Linked DNA regions of Anas platyrhynchos: all the other regions are linked to region 2. Evidence: chromatin contacts called from public Hi-C data. All regions are on one chromosome and are shown on one strand. The core of a region is the stretch at or near the end of the contact, and the rest is flanking DNA. Distances in the headings are between cores, read along the strand shown.

Region 1 (4,324 bases), core at 1,589-4,088, 220 kb before region 2:
GGACTGTCAGAATTTCTCATTGCCCCACTGAAGTGTACACAAAGGTAAACAAAGAAAACCTGGCTAATGGTGATCTGGATCACAGTATCCTTCCTTTTGAGAGTCCCTAGAAACATTCTGGTTTCCCCGAGAGGATTTCAAGTAAGTGATTCACGTTTTCCTCCTCTGCCCTCCTGTATGTAACACTGCAAAAGTAACTGGTACCTTGAGCCTTGGGATGATGATTTGCAGTGTTGTATGAGACACACTCTGTGCTCTTCCTACTAGTGTTTGTTATGAGATTTGCATCATCTTGTCTTTTTTTTTTTTATGGCACTGTAGCAATATGAGGGCTCCTTGATTTTTGAGCGACTGGCATTAGCAATTGGAAATAGGGCCAGTAATTACATAACCATAAACCACGCTGTCGGGGTAGAAGTGACTTGATGTATTTGCTCAGCGGCAACTTCCATGTGTGGAAGCAGAGAGTGATGGATTGCAAAGACCTTCCGTGGCTTTGAGATTTAAAGGATTGAGTTAAATAAGCAAGTTTATGACCTTGGAAGGAATATTAGTCATGCCTGTGCATATGTTGGTTGTAACTGCTCTCTGCCTAGGTGAAGTGCGATAAGTACAACGTGTTCAGTGTGACTGCAGTTCTCACATGTAATGTCTCGTTCCTGTTTATTGCAGAATTTGGGCATGTTGTTGCATCTAGTACCAACATCTGTTAGGAGACATTAATGGGCACTCTCTAGTTCTGATTAATTTTCTCTGTGTTAATGCAGCAATTTAAAAGCCATAGCTCAGTGCTAGATGGATACCCAAAAACAGCATCAGGCTATAGGTGGCTGTAATGGGAGGCTGATCAGACTACAGAGCACGCAGGTGGTATCTCATTAGCTACTTTCTGCAAACAATTGCTCTAATATAACTCATGGAAAAATCTGCTATTGCTACTGTATATATCTAGGAGTATTCACCTGGCAGTAAGGATCATTCTGGAACTGCTTTAACTTTCTTTTTAAAATAGTAATCTCAGAATCATACTGTATATGTTCTTTTTTTTTTCTTTTTTACAGCAATTTTGTTTTTCTTTTGAAGTAGTTTTGGGTTAAATCCAAACAGAACTTGAACACTTTCTTTTCCATTTATATTTACTTTGTTTTGCTAATAAAGACAGATAAGCCATGCTTCTGTGCTCTGCTTGCAGGAATTTCTTATTTTCTCACCCTTATTCTCTGATACAATGTATTGTGTGGGCTATCTTTTTAAATCACAAATGATGTCTTCTGTATTTACATAAAAAAAGAAACCACTTCCCTTGCTCCAAGAGGTGGTGTAAATTTTTGTACGCAATCCAAACACTAGACTGAGTCTGCCCTGTCAGCTTGCCTTTAGCTGCGTTTGCCATTAGCTCTTGGTTGTGATTGGGTTGGTTGGCAGTAATTGTGTTTGCTGTCTCAGCTGTGATGAAGAATGCTTGGAACTGGGTATTGCACAGATAATATCATGATGAAACAGTTGCAGCTTAATCATCCTGAAATATGCGTGGGCTGTAGAGCTGCATATTCTGGAAATTTTTATTACACTTAATTCCAGTGTTTAACCTTTTTAGGAAAAAAAGCTCCCTGCAATTAAAAAGAAATAGATGGAAGATTATAGTAGTGAGTATTATAAAATAAATTTCGTAGCGTCCCTGCTTTAGAGAGAAAACATCTTGTTTGTTTTTGCCCCAGGTGAAACTGTTTGCAGTCTCCTAATTTTTCTGATCTCTTAGATGTCAGACCTGAATGTCCTACATTGCACCTCGTCCAGCTGAGGAGCCCAGGGCGGTGTATCTGTGATCAGTGTATGCCGCTGTGCTCAGCAGCATACAGTATTGCCTTTCTCAGAGGTTAGGCAGTCGTGTTCAGAAACCAGAGGGAATTTTCTTTTCATTCTGGGTTCAAGATTTCCCTCTTTGTCCTCAGAAAACAGAGGCTGGGATCTTGAGGTAAATCTCAGTCTGTGGGATGTGGTATTTTGCAACATCCTAGCAAGCTGCTAGACTGATCATTTTCTGTCAAAAGTAATGTTTCTTTTAAATGTATCTAAGCTGAGCAATGAACTGATAGATTATGCAAAATTAATACTTACAAAATAAGATATTTTCCAAATAATTATTTGGTATTGCATTGCCCAGGCTTCTAATTGCATTAAATTGATGGCAAATATGATTACTCAGGCAACCTGCTCAAATTAAAAAATAAAAAGTGAGTAGCAGAAAAGAATAAGAGAAACGTACGGTATTGAGAAGAAAACAGTTGCAGGCACAGAGGACAGCTGCTTCCATGGTTGTTATTTTATCACAGTTGCAGCTAATTGAAGTAATAAAGAACATGGATTAAGGATAGTTTGTATTTTGACGTCTTGGGGAATCTGATCTGTTAGGTCAGTTCCCTAATGTTCTGATTCTGAAAAAAAAATCCAGATGAAGTATTCCCAGCAGGTCTGTTCTGTACGTACAGCTGTCTTCTTGAGTTTGCTTTCTGTGGATAAAAAAAAAGTAGTCTACTTCTGTATGGAAACACCTTGCTGACCTGGGAATATTTTTAATTTAAAAAACAAAACAACAAAAACAAAATAAATAAAATCTTGAGACAATTATAAACAATGTACCATGGGTGATGGGTAGAGCTTCCTGTGGAGGAGTTGTGTTGTCTTGTTTTGTTTCCTTGCTCTGCTGAGGTCTGATGCTATGTTTGTGTCTGTCCCCAGGCAAACCGGGACGCAGTGATCAGCCGTGCCCCTGACCAGCAGGATGACCGGGCTGTCAGCCTCCGGGATGCTTCTGCAGTCTACGACCTTCTCAGCATCACACTGGGCAGAAGAGGGCAGTATGTCATGCTTTCTGAGGTACCTCTGTCTTCTGGCTCGACTTCCATCTGAAATGTGCAAACAAAACCTGCCTTTCAGTAACTGTTGGCTGTTGGTCAGGGAGGTGAAGCACGCTAGCTAGCAATTAGTAGAAACAGCTACAGGCCTGTGGCAGCACAGGTCAGAACTGTTTGAGACTTTAAGCTAATTCATATGTAGGCTCTTGAATAAAGCAGCCCTAATTTAAAGTGGTATCGTATGGTAGCAGGCCCCATTAACTAAGAGGAAGAAAATTGTCATTTAAAAAAAAAACACATATTTGCTCCACAACAAGGCATCTGCCCTAATTTGCTTACTGAGCCATGCCAAACAGCAGTATTGACAAAGGATATCAAAAACAATTCCTGACATTTCTTCCGATGTTTATTTTGCAGTGCTTGGAGAGAGCCATGAAGTTTGCATTTGATGAATTTCACCTTTGGTACCAGCTTGCCCTGTCCATGGTGGCTTGTGGAAAGGTAAAGTTCAAACTAAAGGACTCTGAAAGGGCACACTTTCCTCTGGCAGAATGTGTCTCGCTTACCATTTTCAGTGTGTGCAGACGTGTTTTGTGGTGGTAGGTCCCACCAGACAACTTATGTAGAAGGACAGTGCTCACATTTGATTGTTCTTCATGATGAGGTATTGTGTACTTATCTTGCCATGTAGTGCTTGCTCTTCATTATTAAGGAGAAAACATATTTTGTGTATGGCTGTGGATTGAAAAGTGTTATCTAGCTGTCCATACTATGCAGATTCAACATAAATATGTGTAGCATAAGAAAGATACTGATGTCCCAAACTGTCAGCAATTCTGTGTCTTTGGGCAGTTGACTTAACCTCTCTCTAAGCTGTGATTCTCCATCTGATCCAAGGAAATGTTTGTGCTTTTTCATAGACAGCTTGTGAAGATTTGTATTTTTGAAGTGCTTTAATCTTGGTACAGCAGATAATGTAGAAAAACAAAGGATATGTGAATGCATGCGGTTGTGTTTTAACACCATTTTTTAAAATTAATACAGTGTTTGTGAAAGTTCTCAGTAGACCACTGAGATGCCTGAAGTCTAGTTGCAAAAGATAGCTGAGCTTTTCTTTATTAGGCTTAAAAGAGGAGACTTCCCGCAGGAAAAGTAGATGATAAATTTAGCTTGTTCATGGTGGGGATCCCCACCTACATCTTTTAGGAGCTGTGAGCAGATTAAAGCTGTAGCAGACTGCCTACAGCATGGTCCTATATTCTGTGACCGTGGAGTGTAGGGGGTCTGAGTAAAATTAGACAGAGATCACCAACCATTTATCATCAGTTAAATGATGACCACTATTGGCCTTTTATGGCTATAACTTGAACTGGAAACTGGCTTTGGGGTGAAACCTCGAGATGAATAAGCAGTGTTAAGCTTTTGTAAAGAAGTTGCCCTCCTGTGGGGTATAAGTGGCAGTAAAGCTC
Region 2 (4,405 bases), core at 795-3,294:
ATTTGCTTTACAATTAAAACACAAAGACAAAACAAAATACTGATATTACCTTTCGAAGTGTTTTGTTAAGACTTACATTGTATGAAAACATGTTCAATTATAATTGGAATGAAATGCTTTCGGCTTGTCAAATTAAAAAAAAGCTTCAAAAGCTTTCCTTTAAATTTAAAAAAAAAAAAGCATCCGCTCACATGAAACGCGTCCATTTCACTCAATCAGCAACTTGCAGCACCAAGCCTGTGTGCCTAAAAAAATTTCAATTCTTTCTTCAGTAATTTTGCTCTTGCCCTTTGAGCAGCTGATTATTTTCACTGTTTTCTGCTAGTAAGTGGCATTTACTTGAACATGGTAAGCAAGGTACCACTGCACCATGACTTCATGAGAGAAGAATTACCTTACTGGGTACCACACAGCATATGCAGTGCTCTGAATTAGATGAGAGTTATGCGGTTTAGCTTCTCCCCCACAGCCTTAGTGATTCTTGTCTCCCCTAAAAACAAGAACCAGAGCCAGTTCAAATATTCAACACACAAAAATACCTACATTGACAAAGCAGCATGTCCAGATTTAAATGCAAAAATTCCCTTTAATCATCTGTGTTTTTTGTCTTCACAGCCCCAGTACGTTTTACAGGATGAATCATTCAGTTTTCTGATGCCCCAAAGAAGAAAATAGCTTTTTGATACCCATCTGCCCAACAGGCTGGGCTGAGAACAGAGGTTCGTTTCAACTTGCATTCTTCACATTTCATGGTGAAACAGCGATAACATACCAAACAAAGCATTTTTAAGGAATTCTTAAAACTGTACATGTCTGTACTATGCCATTTGCTGTTGCCTCAGGTCCAAGTATGAAATCTGGGCTTAAATATATCTTCAGTACACACTTGTCTGTCCACATGTTTATGTTTTAAGGGAACAATCACTAAGTTACTTCCTATTTTGCAATCACGTCACTAGTTGGTCAAGTGGTCAGTTTGGGGGCTTTCTTTAGCCTAGTTTGGTTAAACTATGGATAATCTTTATGGTTAATCTTTATAGCTATGCACACTGAAACTGGTTTCTAAAAGGAATTTTGTAGAGATGTTTAGCTTTGAAAACAGACTAGAGAGGTGCATATTCTGTGCACAGCCCCTGTATTAGGGTGTCCTTGGCACAACTCTCAGAGAAGCAGGCAGACAGGCCTTCAAGTGTGCCCTGGTGCCCCTGTGGCAGAATAGCATGGCACAAAGGGGTCTGCTGAACATAGAGTGGCAATTATGCAGTGCTAGACTAATGACAATGCTACACGACAAGCTACAGGCATTATCAAAGTAGAAGCCTTTAATAATTAATTTCCCTGACTCCTCTCTTGGTGCTCTTCTCACAAGACAGTCATCTACCCAAAATGGGACTTCATCTGGTGTGCGCCTGATCTCAGTAACAGGGAAAGAAGAACACCAGAACAAGATACATGGTTGGCTGGATTTTGTTTTTTTTTTTTTTTTTTTGGAAGCTGCAGCTCACCTCTTACTTCTCACATTTTCCATCCTTGAATAGCTCTGAGCAACCATACAAAGAGGAGCCTGCGCCTTTATCCTTTTGCAGATGGGACTGGGTTTGGTCTCAGAAGCAACCCACTTTGCGGATCATTCTGGTATGTGGGTCCCAGATTCAAAGATTATTTTACAAGTATAACACAAGCAAAGGAAGGAAAAGGGCAAAAAAATAAACCAGCCTACCCAGTAGCATCTCAGTTTAACAAATGTGAGTAACTGCAAGAGCTAAGAATTTCTATAGACAGCCATTTCCATAGCACCCCTATGCAGTCCATGCCATTGGTGGTATTTTTCAGTAAGTCCATCTGTACACATACTACAGTTATCAGAAACAAAAGTTGAAAAAAATACATCCTAGGTGTAGCAAAGCATAAGACAGATCCTCACCAGCAAACCAGGAAGTGAGTAAATCCCCCACTTCTGAACAATTCTTCACAATGACAACTCCCTCCTTCCCACGCGCACACTCTCGCACGCCTGGAGGAGCCGGGGGCGGGGGAAAGCTGAGCTGTGCAATGTTCTCTGGAAGCTCAGCAGACCCAGGCTACTTCCAGTCGAAGGAGAGGGAGCAAGTTCCAAAGCCGCTGCTGATCTCAGCTGCAAACCGGCGCTAGGCTCAGAGACGACCATGCATGCGTGCGCTGCCAAGACACAAGCCCACGGAGCCAGAGAAGAGGGCGTACGCGCATATCCCCCACCATGAAATGAAAACAGGACGGGAGGGAAACCCCCAAACCTACTGAGGTGGCTTTCAGTACTGGAACACTAATTTGAACCGACGGGAGGCAATGACAGCCAAACCCAAGCGAAGATGCTGAGAGCAAGTGGAGAGGAGATGCACAGCGCGGAGGTAATCCTGGCACTGCTGACATCACCTGATGGATCTGAGCGGTTCCCAGCTGAAGATGCCTTGCAGCATCGTCTTTTGCTTCTCTAAATGCATGTGCTTTTGACCCTAGATATTATACAGGGAAATTAAAGGCAAGTATTTGAGTAATGGATTAAAAGACTTCAGCAACTAGCAGGGAAACATGCTTCAGGGTAAGCCATGCAGTTCGGCACATCGTTTCCCTTCAGCTGCTACAGGATTCTGAATGGAGGTAGAAATTACCCAGTTACAGCCATCAGCCTGGGCCCGAATCCCTCAGAGCACATATCAAATCTACAGAATCAGTTCTATGGCTAGAAATGTATCCACGAGCACACACCTCACACTCATCTGTGGTAACTCCCCTCTATCAGCTTTATCTAGCCTTTGAATATCATCATAGCAGGGACGAGGAGCGGAGGGGAAAAACACGTACTGACATGCTTGTGATACAAAACAACTTCTAGCAGAGGTAGGTTCCTACTGCCCTCTGCTGTAACATGTTTATAAAACTTCTGAGAAGGAAGTACCAAGCAAGATAGGACTAACACACACACGTAGTGCCTTTTTTGCACTACGCAGTCACCACAGCACCAAAACCATACCAAACTTCCACAGCAGTTACATTGTCCAGACAAAACTTCACGTAAAGAGGTTTATACAGATAAAAAGAAAAAATCCTGGCCGCAAGAACTTACAGTAGAATTCACTACTCAAAACATGACAGCAATATTACTTTGGTTATAGATAAGGATGGATGCTGGTTACGATGCAATAATGATGTCTATTTGCAAGTTGACCCCATATGAGCAATTCCTTTCTGTTCTCTTCTTTGCAGTATTTCCTGTTCCTTAAAAATCTCCTTAAGTTACAAAGCTTTAAGAGTTACAGACTCACATAGCAAAACTTGAACATTTACTTCCATCCATTTTCTTCTGTGTTCTTTCCCTTCACTACTTAAACACTACCAAGACTAGATTACTGAAGCTGGCTAAGATATATTGTGGTTTTTTGTTTGGTTGGTTGTTTTTGTTTTTTTCCCCTTGGTTCACTGTTCATGCAAACAAAAGCACTTGCTGTAGAATAGAAGTTATATTTAGTGGTAATAAACAAGATGCAGCTACTTGATTTTTTTCTCCATGAAATAAAACAGACATCACAGTGATGAGAGCACTACCAAAACATGGAAAATTTATCTTAGAAACACGCGTGTGTGAAAAAATGCATGTATAAGTCGCACGTACAGAGACAATACGTACATATACGTAGAGGCTGAGATTCTCAATGCCATTTGGATATGTTAGATGAGTACTTACCATTAGAACAAGAGGAATTGGGTGCTCAAAACATTTTAGCAAGTATGAGTCTTCTGCAAAGATGATCATTTTACTCATTTGTAATGTCACTCCAGAAGTCTTTTCAGTACTTCTACAAGCGGCTGTATTTAAGGAGGAGTTGAGTCTATGGCCAAGGCTGCAACACACAGATACTGCATAGCCAAGGGGTGACCCAAAGATAAATCCCCACCTGCACATATCCACATCCTCACACCTGGCTAACAAGATTCCTGGCCTAGCACCCTCCCTGAATTGGGGATCACATTTCCTATACGAGCCGCTACTCCTTCAAAGAAGGACAACTACAACTCTCCAATGGCTTGAGGTTTATGCTTCTTTTTAAATTCTGTGTTTAAAAAGACAAACAATAGCTAATCAGGCATTGAGTTATGGGAAATCCTGGGAACAGGTTGCAGAACTGAACATGCAGGCAACTGTACAAGTGTTAGTCAGATCAATAATATACAGAATATATCGGAAAGGGCTGGGGACACTCATCTATAAGGCTCAGAAGTCATAAACTTTGGGGAACATCTTATTCCTCTTTGATATTTACCCCTAAATGGTGGTACACATGATGGAAGAGCCTACCATGGCTGCATATGAGCATATATGCATGTAGCTGATCTTAAAACCAATGACAAATTCGGGGGATGAAATAAT
Region 3 (4,884 bases), core at 2,145-4,644, 250 kb before region 2:
TAGATGGGTTCTTCTGGAGTGGGCTGTGCACCCCTGAATTGGGAGAGGGCAGTGGGGAACCACCTCCTGAACTTATATCTGTGGGGTATCTTCTCTTCTGCACCCACTGAACTGACTGCTCACGTCTGGCTCAATTGCAAAGCATGAGATAAGGAAACTCATAGTGCAGTTACCAAGGGGACAAAACAGAAACTGAATGTGGGAAGTAAACAACGCTGAGGCTGCCTAGGAACCTCAGGCTCCACAGCTCGAGTGCTCCTACCACAGCGTTCACCGCGGGGTAGTCCCCATGGCCTCCTCACAGCGGTTTGCCACAAGACTCCCAAAACGAGCTGTGCTGAGGTGCTCAGGGCTGTGTGAGACAAGGAGAGTGTGTGGTTCCTGGTGTACGTGTTGTAGCTCCGCGTGTGGGGCAGAGGCCTTTGCTGCATGCTGCAGTGGTCCAAATTGCTTCTCTGGAGAGCCTGGAAGGCAGCTCGTCTTTCATACCTCCATGGATTTGTGTCAGGAAGGCCAGGAGTTTGTATTACAAGATTTTTATTATTATTAGGGAGTGTTATACATAAAACTTATTGGGAAACGTGTATGGAACAGTTTACGACCTGCGTGGGCTACTGGGCATCCCTGCAGTTGCTTTGATGTAGAAGGCCTGAGCTGCCAAACAGTGATGTGTTGTGGAGATGCGCTGTGGCATAAGTATATGAGAATCTATGTAGATCAAAGTAAAAAGTGTGCAGATAAGCAGCCTCTCCAAGTAGACCTAGATATATAGAGGATATAGTAGTAGGATGCTAGACAAAGATCAAATAATAAAGAGTTCTGCTGTAGGGGCATTAGCTGTGGGTCTCCAATTAACATGATGTATATTTATGAGAGGGGTTGGTTGGTGACACAAGGAACAGTTTGAGTAGTACAAAAAACAATTACTTTTTTCTTTGGAAAGGAGGGTGATCGTGTAGTTGAAGAGTCTCTTATGTCTTGTCAAGAGCTTGCTGTGTGTCCGTGTGCAATCTGCATGTGCTTAGACTTTCCACAAGAGGCTTCAGATTTTCCAACTCCGTTTTATCTTTTTCCAAGTTTGTTCCTCAAAACTGCTGCCATTGAAGGCTTCACTTGGAATAGTGGACACTTAGAAACCCTCAAATCCAGTGCCAGGGTGTTTCTGAAATAGCACTTGTGTTGAAGCACCCAAAATCTATAGCCATTTTTGGAAATACAGGCCATAATTTCTCTGTTTGCTTGTCCCTGCCAGGGGGACTGTATGTCCTTTCTTCATAAAATCTTTGAAAGGCACCGTAGAAGCATGCAGTGGTACCATAGCTTAGAGCAGCATGACAAAAAATGCCTTGCATGTGTAGGAATTTTATTTTCTTGGTGTCTTTTCCTAAAAGTCCCTAAAACTAGGGAGAAGCCTACCTATGGAAAAGCCTTCCTATCAGCTGGTAAACAAAAGTATAGCATGGCTCTGCTGCTGTTGGGGGCTGCAGTTCAGGAAGGTGCTGCTATTTTGCAGGTCTGTCGCTGGAGCGCTCGACCAACTCAATCGCCTCACGCGCTCGCCTGTGTGAGAGGGAGGAGGAGGTCATGGCTTGTTTCGAGACTGCGTGTGTCGTTGCCCAAGTGTACTTGCAGGAGCTTGAAAAGGTAAGAAGTGTGCTCAGGGTGTTACCTGGTGACCTGGGTGGGACATAGAGGGATTTTGACAGCAGAACTGGTGGCGGAAAGGTCAAGTGATAGACGAGGAACATGAGAACAAGCCTGAAAGAATGAAGTGCCTTAGCATTTCTGTGGGCTGAGTTTTTCAGTATAAGCAGTTGCAAAACAGCTGTTTATCTGGTCTCTGCCAGTTTCTTCTGAGCATGACGTGTGGAAACCAGTTTTGCCTGCGGTAAAGCTTTGAATACTTCAGATATGCTTGAGTCTTTATCTCAAGTTTAGCTCTTACTAAGGAGGGATGACAGGCTTTGCATAGCAAGCACCACCATGAAGGAACCCGAGATGTTTTACGTATCTGCAATGTAAGTGATACACAGCACTGGATATCGAGATCCCTCATGAGCTCAAAGTAACCTTTTGGGTCGACGATAGCAGTTTAATTGCTCGTGCTTCGCCTTTTCCAGGTGAAACTGGAGGAACCTGGATCAGTATCAATTAACTGCTTAGTCAGTGGTTGGCTAGGATGCTGGGTACTGTGAGCTCTGCACTGAGCTGTAATCCATGCCACTGATTTACTGGGCACATGCTTAGAGATCTCTGTATCTGCTGCTTTGCCTGCTTGCATTTAGCAGGGGCACACCGTAAGTTTTCACACCCTGTCCTCTGCCACGCATTATGCTTGACACGAGCATCACTGAGGCAATGAATGTTGCCTATTGTTCTGTAACTTAACTGCCTTTTACCCTCTGACCTGATATTTCTGCTCTTCTCAGTGGCAACGGTGTGTTTGTTCCAGATTTTATTTTAAATTGCATTAAAACAAGAAAAATAAGCTTGGGACGCACACAAAAATCCATGAGGAAAGCCAGATAACAATTTATTTGGTCTGTTTTTTGTAAGGAAAAAGCTACTTGTCTTTATATTTAAAATTAAGTACTGCCCTCTCCTTGCAGAAGGACCAGTTCCTGCCAGTACTGGGCACTGTAAATGTTTTTACTGACAATTTGTGTATGCCAAGAAGAAAAAGAGTTTGAATATCAATTCATTCATCTTCTGGACTCAGAGGGATGCAGGATTCATATACTCAAAGTCCATAGGTCCTTTTCATTCCTGTTTTGGAGCGTCTACATAGTGCAGCTTACAGCAATGAAAGCTGTTTGTTAGCCCTACTGGAAGAGACAGTTTCTAAGGAAGCCAAAGCAAGAGGGGTTTGGTAAGGCTAGAAGAGCAAAGACTAAAATTCTTCCATTGATACTCCTTAGAGTTTACTAACTCTTACAAATATTTACATTATATTAAGCTGGATATACTCACTTAAACATTGTGTTTATATTTCTGTGCAAGCTGCTGGATCTGTGTGGTTGGAGTAATATTTCTGAAGCCCTCGATATTAATGTGTAGCTTTCCACTTTATTAAAAGTGTAAAGTAGTAAGGGGTGGTGCTTCAAAACTCACATTGCACACGGGATGTTTCATGGAAGTCACTGTATAGTTCATTTTAAAGTTGACTTCGGAAGGTTTTTTGAATAGCTGATGAAAGTAAGATTTCAAGTCCTCTGAGGAGGAATCTGAAGGTTGAAGACAGTAACATTTTGTTACTGGCAATATCTCTGGCTCATGAGGAAATGGCTCGTTCAAAGAGTTGTCTGTAATCCCACTGGTTTCTTTCCTTGCAGACCTTAAACAGCACACATTCAAGGAGTATAAAGGGCAGCAACATGACGTACTCTGAGTTTGAACTGTCCTACTTCCTGGAAGCAGCTCTACAGAGTGCCTACGTGACTCATTTAAAGAAGGGGTAGGTGGATGCAGATGTTAATAAAAATAGATAGTACTGCATGTTTTGTCTCAGAACAGATGAAAGCTTCTTTCTTCATATGTTCTGTTGTGACTTTTTTTTTCTGCTGCTGGCTCGCTTCAGGTTTTCTTTGTGGTCTCCCTTCCCCACACCCTATCCTAATTCTCAGTTTTCCGGACCCACAAGTAGGGTGGAGTAGAACAGTTTTGTTGTCTTGACTCAGCTTTGCTCCCTGTGGAGATGAGGGGAGTCTGACCATAGAGAGTGAGTGGAATTTAAACACTGCTGAGTTTTTTTTAGATGCTCAGCCACAAGACCTGGTTTAGAGCTCAGTCAAGTCTTAAGGGTTGTTTCTTTTTATTTTTTTAAGGTCTTAATGTCCTGATCAAAACCCCAATTCTGTGTGGTTTTACCAGAGACAGTGCCCACCCTCCAAAGCTGTAGAAGAGGGCATGGTGACCCCTAAAATAGGCAGTATCTTCAAACTCCATTTACTTGATGGGAGGATTGCCATGTGGGGACAATCTGTTCACCACTTGTAAACAACACTTGTAAGAGTTCTTCCTTCCCTGCTCCTGTGTTTGTAGCATATTATCACATTTGTTTTTAAGGAATCACATACTGAATTTCTCACTGCTCTGTGTAGTATCACTGGTCAAACTTCTTTAAACTTCCTTAAGCAAACCACCTTTTCAAAGTATTTCATCTTGGTTGTGTTTTTTTGTTTTTTTTTTTTACCTTCACTCCTAAAGAAATTTTATCTCCTTTTCTTCACTCTGAAGGAAGAGTGGAATGGAGAAGGAAGAGGAAAATAAAAAATATGTGAAGAAGGAAGAGAAAGAAAACTAGGGAGGGAAATAGCAAAAAAAAAAAAAAAAAAAAAAAAAAAAAAAAAAAAAAAAAAAACAAAACAAAAAAACAGCTTCGATTCTTCTGTAGAAAAAAAAAAAGATACCTCTCCTCTCTGTTTGAGGAAGGACAGTTTCTGTTCAGGTTTTTCTTACATTTTTTCCCCCAGTAACTATTTAAATGCAGCTGTGATATGAATATCCTATACTATGAGTATCCTTGGTGTTCTACATTGTTTCATGTGAAGTCAGGGTTAAAAACCTGCATGTACAGTGAAGTTGTACTTGCAAGCATGTCCATGGTAGGTGCCTTCAGGTAAGTCTTGTTTAACCCAAAGGCTTTATTCACAAGCCCAGATGTCATGGAATGACCCGTGTAGTCAACTGAGTATGAGTCTATGTGTAAAGAAGTACGAGGTTATAAGTATAAGGCATAGTCTTAGCATCATCTCAGTAATCTGGGAGAGGTACGTGGTTTTCCCATGTGAGGTGGTGGTTGTCCAGCTGTAGCACAAAGAGTAGGCTTTATTAGTCCTTTACTGGTTTGGTGGCGAACAAAAGCTCAGGTCTTGCCAGTAAGCT

Evidence for each region. A called contact is a pair of places that touch in the nucleus more often than the background predicts.
Region 1: a Hi-C map of subcutaneous adipose tissue shows a contact between it and region 2, with 4 times the contacts expected there. The contact joins two enhancer-like sites. A contact is called at or near these places in 3 of 8 Hi-C or Micro-C datasets (skeletal muscle and subcutaneous adipose tissue).
Region 3: a Hi-C map of subcutaneous adipose tissue shows a contact between it and region 2, with 4 times the contacts expected there. The contact joins two enhancer-like sites. A contact is called at or near these places in 2 of 8 Hi-C or Micro-C datasets (liver and subcutaneous adipose tissue).

Annotation. Positions count from the first base shown.
Region 1 is chr3:38,925,460-38,929,783 of IASCAAS_PekinDuck_T2T, reverse strand. It overlaps TTC7A (tetratricopeptide repeat domain 7A), which reads left to right. Exons shown (of 20, transcript XM_027454067.3): 9 at 2,740-2,877; 10 at 3,273-3,356. Among named protein-coding and RNA genes, the nearest start is that of TTC7A, 41 kb to the left of the region's middle. Within about 2 kb of position 2,838, at least 1 of the 8 cell types and tissues checked has an H3K27ac peak or open chromatin away from gene starts, as enhancers often do. A contact at or near this core is called in subcutaneous adipose tissue, where this site is marked.
Region 2 is chr3:38,700,545-38,704,949 of IASCAAS_PekinDuck_T2T, reverse strand. No RefSeq gene overlaps it. Among named protein-coding and RNA genes, the nearest start is that of PPP1CB, 45 kb to the right of the region's middle. Within about 2 kb of position 2,044, at least 2 of the 8 cell types and tissues checked have an H3K27ac peak or open chromatin away from gene starts, as enhancers often do. A contact at or near this core is called in subcutaneous adipose tissue, where this site is marked.
Region 3 is chr3:38,946,686-38,951,569 of IASCAAS_PekinDuck_T2T, reverse strand. It overlaps TTC7A (tetratricopeptide repeat domain 7A), which reads left to right. Exons shown (of 20, transcript XM_027454067.3): 4 at 1,514-1,644; 5 at 3,333-3,454. Among named protein-coding and RNA genes, the nearest start is that of TTC7A, 20 kb to the left of the region's middle. Within about 2 kb of position 3,394, at least 3 of the 8 cell types and tissues checked have an H3K27ac peak or open chromatin away from gene starts, as enhancers often do. A contact at or near this core is called in subcutaneous adipose tissue, where this site is marked.